Linked DNA regions of Mus musculus: region 2 is linked to region 1. A link is a contact called in public HiChIP or PLAC-seq data. All regions are on one chromosome and are shown on one strand. The core of a region is the stretch at or near the end of the contact, and the rest is flanking DNA. Distances in the headings are between cores, read along the strand shown. Region 1 has its middle 79 kb from the start of Opa1. Region 2 overlaps 9030404E10Rik (RIKEN cDNA 9030404E10 gene).

What was found. HiChIP or PLAC-seq counts read pairs in DNA pulled down with a chosen protein or histone mark.
Region 2: a contact with region 1 is called in a FOXA1 HiChIP or PLAC-seq map of pancreatic cancer cells. The contact joins two enhancer-like sites. A contact is called at or near these places in 4 of 115 datasets of contacts at active chromatin or transcription factors (embryonic basal ganglia, extraembryonic endoderm stem cells, large pre-B cells and 1 more).

Annotation. Positions count from the first base shown.
Region 1 is chr16:29,656,479-29,661,047 of GRCm38.p6, reverse strand. It overlaps a transcript of Opa1 not described here. Among named protein-coding and RNA genes, the nearest start is that of Opa1, 79 kb to the right of the region's middle. Within about 2 kb of position 2,972, at least 68 of the 459 cell types and tissues checked have an H3K27ac peak or open chromatin away from gene starts, as enhancers often do.
Region 2 is chr16:30,031,979-30,036,091 of GRCm38.p6, reverse strand. All of the region lies in intron 2 of 9030404E10Rik (RIKEN cDNA 9030404E10 gene), which reads left to right. Among named protein-coding and RNA genes, the nearest start is that of 9030404E10Rik, 5.4 kb to the left of the region's middle. Within about 2 kb of position 1,386, at least 66 of the 459 cell types and tissues checked have an H3K27ac peak or open chromatin away from gene starts, as enhancers often do.

The DNA of each region.
Region 1 (4,569 bases), core at 1,723-4,222:
AGGTCACTGAATCTTTCAGAGCTGGAGCCCCACGGAGAAAGGGAGTCATCAAGACTGAGCCTCGACATCTCACAGCAGACCAGCTTTTCTATTTCTCTACTTCCTGACCCAAGATGTCCTGTGACCAGCCACTTCCCACTCCTGCTGCCAGCTCTTCCTTGCCTTGACGGACTGGATCTGCTCAAACTAGAGGCAGAAGAAACCCTTCCTCTCTGAAGTGGCTTCTTGACAGATGTTTGGTCACAGCCATCAGTTCCTGCTCTTTTTCATTTCTGGTATGGAAGAGGAAGGCTCTCCTGAGCGTCCCAGAACAGGTGCTCCTCGCTTCATCTCCTGTGATCTGGTCTTGTTCTGTTTTGGACATACAAGGCAGAACTCTGTATGTGCAGAGGGCATTGCCTCTCTCTGCTCAGCAGCAGCCTCTCTCCTAGCCTACCTTCAGGCAGGCTTGTGCTTTTAGAACAAGGACGAAGGCTAGTGTGAGTCCTGATTCCATAGCTGCAGCCTTTGGGCTTAAGGGGGACACTAAAGAGGGCTGTCCTTTTGGGTAAGAGATTTATTAGTAGAGCTATTAATACTAGACAAATGGACAGACAGCATAGAGAGGGCTCTGAGGAAGTGTCAGGCCCACATGGCAGACTGGGGGTCACGTCTTAGAGGTTAGAAGGTTCTATGCCATATGATCGATAGGTGGTTGTTTCTCATTTCAGGGATGGGGTAGTGGGTATTTGTGTCTTGCATTTGCACGATTGTGGCCTTGAGGGTGTGTGTGTGTGTGTGTGTGTGTATGTGTGTAGGTGGAGCCTATTTCATTAATATGTATCCATTATATAGGTGTACCACAGGTAATTCTCGATAATTGAGAGTTTGTTAGCCTGGGGTCTGTGTGCAGAACTTGCTATTCCAGCTGCAGATGGGCATGAGTCAAGGATTACCTAGGACCTAACACACCCACACTTCACAGACAATGGCTTTGATTGATGAGATATGTAAGCAATGCATTCAATACAAAAACAATTACTAAGACTTTTGACTGCCCTTTTTCATGGTAACGTTTTAAAATGTACTATCCTGTTGACATTCAGAATTCGTTAAAAAGTGAACAAACTGGCAGGACAAACGCCCACTGTTCCATTGACGCTCACCAGTTTGCCTTTTGGAACATGGACCCACTTGACACCGAGAGCAAAAGGCTTTTATACATACAGGTGCATCTTATCCAATCAGGGTTTTCCCTTAACACCCACTGATGTATGTGCTGGAAGTAGCACCGGCAGCATGGTTTTACAAGTACAAGCGATTAAACAAAATGTGTGTGCTCACCCAAGCACGTGTGGAAGCCAAAGGCTGATGGTGGATGGATGCAGGCTCTCTCTTCTGCTGTTCTTGGCAACAAACAACTCAGCCGTCTCTTCAGTACATACCACCTTAGATTTTGACACCGCCTTTTGCTAAACCTGGAGGTCGATGCCAATGCGCCCCTAGGCCCCATCTGTTTCTGCCCTTCCTGAAGTGCCAGGATTAGAAAAGAGAGTGGCGGTGTCTGGCTTTTTCTGGGGTAAGGGGAATCCAAACTCACTTTGCCCACTGACCCTCAGAGTATACGTGCTGTTTTGTTTAAAATCTAAGTCTGTGCCATGGAAAGGCACTAATGCCCCAGGACAGAACAGACTAGGAAGCTCTGAGGGCGTGCCTAGCCATTTCTATAGTTGCTCTTTCAGACTTTTGCAGCCACACTCACATGGGCTCCCTCAGAGACCTTGGCAGCTAGCTAGCTGTGCACGTTGTACAACCCCAGTCAGTAGCCTGCTGGTAAGATGCTGATAATGCTTACATGAAGGAGGTGTAAAAGTTAGCAGGGCGGTATGTTTGATATCTGGAACGCAGCAGTTATTTAATGAATAATCTTCCTCCAGACCTAATAAAGCTGCATCTCCAACCAAGATGGCTAGAAGTCCTGCTGTCAGAGCTGTAGGGGCACCCACGTGCACAGACAGACAGACAGACAGACTGTGACTCATGGGTGGGCAGCATGCTGTGTGTAGACACTGTGACACACGTGCGTCTTGATCTCAAAACATATCTTCGAGCATTTAAAAATAAGGGGACTTCACATGACTCTTCCAACCCCCAGCTTCCCTTACAAGTTGCCTGCTCGTGGAGGCAATGGCCTGAGCCCTTGGGCCTGAGTCTTGCAGGGACAGAACGGAATTCCCTGGAACCAGGAGCCAGTTCAATCATAGCTCTAGCTGCGCAAACAGCTTCTTTGGGCATCACTGCTGCAAAATATGAGCCAGCAGGGCTCTAAAGCTATAGTGTGTCTTTAAGGCATAAAAAGAAAACCCAAGGGTTTTAAAAAACAAAAAGGAGTTCTTTCATCATACCACACCCTATCCACTTAGTAAGGTACTAGGACACACACACAGAGAGACACACACAGAGTCACTCACAAACATACAGAGACACACACTCAGTTACTCCACATACACAACCACACACACATACACAACCACACACAGACACACACACAGACACACAGACACACAGACACACACACACACACACCCATAGGCACCAGTACAAAAGCCATAGTAACTCAGGGGTAAAGAAATCCCCTATGTAGAAACACAAGGCAAATCTTAAGCCTCCCAGCAGCAGATGCTGAACATGCCGACCTGCAGCATATCCATCTGCTCTAGAAAGTTGCCCATTTCCATATTCTCATCCTGCTTTTTTTTTTTTTTTTTTGGAGGTTGAACATGCCACGCCTCATCTGCACAGGCTTTCTGCTTGGCTGGCCTCAGACAAAGTTACCATTAACTCCCCAACCTGCAAGAAAATGATTTGACACAAAGGATTCCAAAATGTCCTCCTCTCCCCCTACAAGCCCGCAAACAAACAGTACAGGAGTGAGGTCAGCCAGGAACCCCCGCCCACCAGGCACTGAATTCATTTACCTACCTCAGTGCCCATTCAGAGAAAGGGGTGGGACAGGGAACAAGAGCTGCTCGGAGGCCAAGGAGAGTTTGGGGGTCGCACTACATTACAAGATTTGACAGGCCTTTGCCAGCCTTCAGTTTCTTTGTATCTTTTACATAATGGAGCGACACAAACTGAGCAGCCGGGATCCGTGCTGCCGCCCTAGCTCGGAGCACCCTCTTTGCAAATGCTAATAGTATTGCAGCATCCTGTCACCCGCTTACACAACAAAAGGATGTTGATTTTCACATGAACCAGAACAGCCGCATTGTACACAAGTTTGTGACCAACTTGTATGATCTGCGCATCAAAAGCCCAGCCAATCAGAGTACACAGCTGGTGAACCGCACCAAAGGGGGCGCCCATGGGGAGAACGTCCCAGTCCCAAAGCCTCACGCCACATGAATAAAATTACACTCTATGATCTTGATTCAGCTAGGACTATAGTAATTAGTATAATTAGCAAGAATGCAAATGTGTCAAGATGTTTGGAAAGAGGACATAAAAGAGGGAGTGGCTTTGTGTTTATGCTGAGAGCCTCTGAGAATATCTGAAAGACATATGAGTCTTGGCAGGAAAAAATTGCCATTTCCATATTAAGGCTTGAGAAATCTGACATTTCTCAAAGCAAGAGAACTAAGGGGTGTATAAGAGATTTCTGGAAATACATTTAGTTGAAATTGTTCAGGCTTCGGTTAGCACCTTTCCTTTCAAAAACGCTAAGATTCTTAAGTAAGAGAGAGAGAGAGAGAGAGAGAGAGAGAGAGAGAGAGAGAGAGAAAGTCTTAAAAACTGAGATAAAAATAAGTGTATCTTAGGATGTTAACTCAGAAAGATGAAGATCTGTAGAAGAGACATGGAAATTCACACAGTGAAACCACACAGCACAGGCAGCCCAGGGCTGATGGGAACTCCAAACCTGACCTGAGTCCTGCCCACTGCAGCCACACAGCACAGCTCTGCTGAGAACAATTCCCGAAGCACAGCCAGCTTCTCGGTGAATTCTCTGAGCCATCTGTTCAAACGACGAGCTCATCTCGCCATTTCTGTGTATCGTGTACCGAGCTCCCAATACCTCACACGCCATCACTTTCCTTCCTCCGAGAACTTTGTAGAGGAGCTACTCTGGAAAGTGGTTTGTTAATCGGACTGGCTTCCTTAAGTCTTATTTTGTCAACGTCACAAATTGCTGTACATCCATAAAATGGGAACAGTTCTGCTAGCGATAAAGCTACAAAACCCAACACATATTGGACCCGTTGCTCTGGATTTGAGTATTCTCAACCAAGTGTCACAGGCACAAGCCTTTGATCCGATGCCGACCATGAGATGCTTCAGAGGGGTTCTAGACGGATCTCACATTGCTCACGGCTAGTTTGTAGTACTACCCTTTGCAGTGCTGAGCCTAGTTTGACCTTTGACAGGCCTTTTTCCTAACACACTTCTGGCACCTCCTACTCTTGTGTTGTTCAGTGAGGTGGCAAGGCCACCATTGTCCCTGGGCGTGTGCATGTTGCTGAAGCATTAATATGGTGACTTCTGACTTTTGCTATCTATAAATAACAGGGAAAAAAAATCATACGTATTAGG
Region 2 (4,113 bases), core at 137-2,636, 380 kb before region 1:
GGATTCAGATATGAGTCTCTCATCTGGCAGGATGCTTGGACTTCGCTTTCCCACCACTGAAGGCGTGATCTGCCCTTGCTGCATCACGAAGACTGAAGGAGGCAGGACAGTCCCTCAGTCGTTAGGTAGCTAAGAATCTTGGTGTGACCCAGCCTCCCAAGAGCCTAGGGCTAGAGAACCAGCTGCCTTCTGTTCATGAAGCTGTGTCAGCGTCAGAGCTGGGAACAGGAGAATCTAGCATAGACCTCACATCAGCTGAATAAAGAAACTGAAGACAGGAAGGTTCCACCCTGTAGCCCCATGGCCACATATCTATCCTTAGAAATGTGTATGTATGCATATATGTGCATGTGTCTATTCAGTTATGACACACTTATTGGGTTTACATATTCCAGTTTCAGGAGAGCCAACCCCCTTTTCTGGCATCTGAAGGCACCAGAAACACACAGGATGCACAGACACACATGCAGGCAAAAACACCCATACACATAAAACAAAAACAAATAAATCAGTTGGTTTTACACAGCTGTTCTGAGAGCCCTCCCTGTATGTAGGATGTCTTATTTTAGTCAGGATGGGCTAGGTAACACTTTAACAACAAACAGTCCCCAAATCTGTGGCTGGAAGCAACACACACCCATTCCTCAGGGTTTTGCTCTTCAGTAAAGAACCTGCTGACACCTGCTCTTCTGGCCTACACCCACCCTCTCAACCTAACTCGCAGAAACAGCTGCAACAGGGGAAGAGAGGGTGGAGGGTCCTGCATCTGCTAGGAAGTGATACCTGCTGCTTCATGCTTCGTTGGCCAGAGGATGTCAGATTGCCACACCCAACTTCAACAGGCAAGGAGTAGCAGACTCCTCTGGGAAATGAGATAGGGAAATACCAAGAGCCCTATGATCGATACCGCTGAAAGCAGCAGTCTTTACATCCAACCTCTGATACCTTTTTTTTTTTTTTTTTTTTTACCCTGAGCTTTAGAGGAAATGGAGGCTGAGTTGGTCTTGCCCATTCACCTGTGGGATTTCATCTGGAAAGTCTGACTGCAAAGTCTGTCACCCATGATCCTTTGTCTTACAAGTGGCTGTATTCATGACAGGAGACGGCAGAGGATGGATGGCAAACATGCTTCAGGGTGTCAGTGGCTGGGTGCCACAGCCTTTGAGAGAAAGCCCTGCTGGAGGAGGCGACTCTCATCTCTAGATCTTGAAGAGGCCAGATTTGGATCCCGAGAGATGTTTATTCTTTCCATTCTTACCCCCCCCCAACCCCCACCACATCAGTGTGAGAACCAACTCTAAAGTTCGGTTAGTCCGTCCATCCATACTCTTGGCTTACTGCCCTCTGGCAGGAGACGCCTGGAGGGATGGGGCCTTACAAGGAAGCTCTCTGGACTGGGCTTGACCAGGGAGCTTTCCTGGAATGTGCCCTAGGGAGAAATCAGATACAAGGGCCAAGTAGGAACTGGGGTTGGTTACAGAGTTAGTGCAGGACCCCTCCTTCCCTCTCTGCCTCCCTCCCTCCCTTCATATCTCTTCCTGTTCGCCCCTCTCTTTTCCTCCCTGCCTCCCTCTTTTCCTCAGCCCTCCTGTCTGTTTAGGCTGGTGCTGAGTCTGTGTGTATGGAGATGGAGTTGGGGTAGGAAGATAGGTGTGGGGGAAAATGGTTGAAGCAGGGAGAGGAGGAAAAGTTTTGGTCCCTGGGGTCTTATAGGGAAAGGTCCGAGTGTTTGGCTAGAAACTCAAGGAGAAACCTCCACAGGGAGGCTGTGACCCCATGGAGGAGTGTGTGTAACCGGAGGAAAAGAAAATAAGCCTCCCACAAGGTGTGCAGCCTGTGGGTCATGGGGGAGTGCCAGGCTGCCGCTCAGGCTCATGCTGATGAGTCAGGAACAGAACATTTGCCAGCTTGCTGCAGCCTGAAGGCTGCTGCCTGGGGCTGGCCCTGTGCACCTGGCCTCACCCACAGCTGGGTTCCAGCAAGCTTCTTGCCCTCCCCTTTCCTCCAGGAGCCATGTTTGGGAGGGCAACTGGAACAGAAGCCAGGGTTTTTGGCCTCCTCTCTGGCTTCCTCCCCGACTCAGAGTTGGGGAGAATTTGAGGGTCAGGGATAGAACAGTGCTTCCAAGATGGTTTGGATACCTGGGGAGTAAGAGGAGCTCGGGCCACCCTTGTATACACTCAACAGCTAGCCACACATGTGTCCCTTCCAAGTTCATCAGCTGCCAGTGTTAGGGTCCAAGAATCGCTGAAGGAAGACTCCCCCCTCCCCTCAAATAGTATGTAAAAGCAAAGAGCATTTGTTCTGCAGAAATTACCAGCATGCAAGGGTCAACCATTCATCAAAAGGGGTGACCCTCAGAGGGACTCTGAGGTCCCCTTTATAGACAGGGCTAGGGGAATTTTCCAGAAGGGTTAGCTAAGTTCTATTATGATTGGTAGGGAGCAAGGCAGTGACATGAATGAAATTCTGATTGGCTGCTACGTTAGTTCTATTACAACTGCTGAGACCTTGAAGAGTTTCAGAGGCCGGCTCAGTTCTGGCTTTGATGTCTACTCCAGCTCTGAGTCCCAGAAGCTGACTCAGCTCTAGATCATCTTCCCTAAGTCAGGGGCCATCAGTGACTAAAGGGACCATCGGCATTGGCTCCCTCTGAGGACCCCAGACTGCATCCCTGGGAATTGAAACTTTTCTCAATTTGCTGAGGTTTTTTGGACCTCTCACCAACAAAGAGCCTGACTAATGTTCCTCAACTAGGAACACTGTTGTGTGTGCCTTTCTGGGACCCACACACAACACTATGCAATTCTTTCTCAACCCTTTATCTTGCTTCTCTTCCATACTGTTGGAGAATATCAGCACACCTCAGAAGGCATGTAGGCCAGCAGTTGCTAAGCCCAGTGGATCATCACCCAGGAAGCTCTTAAAAACATGGTCTCTAAGCTCGGGATGAGGCTCATCGGGTAGGGTACTTACACTCATAAGTTGGGCACGTTGGTCCATACATGTAACCCTAGCCCTTCAGGAGGTAGGTGCAACTATATACTGAGTTCAAGATTTCAAGATCAGAAAAAGAGGGAGGGAGGGAGGGAGGGAGGGAGGGAGGGAGGGAGGGAGGGAGGGAGAGAGAGAGAGAGAAAGAGAGAGAGAGAGAGAGAAAGAGAGAAAGAGAAAGAGAAAGAGAAAGAGAAAGAGAAAGAGAAAGAGAAAGAGAAAGAGAAAGAGAAAGAGAAAGAGAAAGAGAAAGAGAAAGAGAAAGAGAAAGAGAAAGAGAAAGAGAAAGAGAAAGAGAAAGAGAAAGAGGTGATTCTTAGCCTTGGTTCTCAGTTCTGACATTTCATTCCTGGGCAGGAACTGATTTTGCAGGTCTCATGCCCTGTGGGCCATCCCTTGGGAGGTCACAGTGGGGACGAAGTGTGTTAAGGGCTTGGTCTTGGCAACAAACTTTCCATGTGGATTTATGGCTTGCATTAAGGGCTAGTTCTCCAGACCTGCTGAGAGAACCAGCATTGCCCCTCCATCTCATTTCTGCAGGTTGCCTGGATGCAGGCCTCCCGCAAGGAGCCAGTTTCTGTACTGGACTGCAGCCAATCCATGAAGGGGAAGGAGCCCATGGGTTGGCCACAGTGTCCTTCTGGATGCCTCCTTTAATGTGGTAAATCAGAAATGGGGCCCCCAGGGCTTCAGTCTGTTTGGCTCTTAGGAAATATTGCCAGTCCTACCTCTGTCCAGGCCTGGCTATAGGGGAGGGAGGGTGGATTTTGTATGGGCTGAGACTAGTGTCTGCATGGGTACATAGATACTTTCATTTTCTTTTCTTTCTTTCTTCCTTCCTTTCTTCCTTCCTTTCTTTCTTTCTTTCTTCCTTCCTTCCTTCCTTCCTTCCTTCCTTCCTTCCTTTCTTTCTTTCTTTCTTTCTTTCTTTCTTTCTTTCTTCCTTTCCTTCTTTCTTTCTTTCTTTCTTTCTTTCTTTCTTTCTTTCTTTCTCTCTCTCTCTCTCTCTCTCTCTCTCTCTCTCTCTCTTCCTTCCTTCCTTCCTTCCTTCCTTCTTTCCTTTCCTTCTTTCTCTCTCCCTTCCTTCCTTCCTTCCTTTCTTTCTTTCTTTCTTTCTTT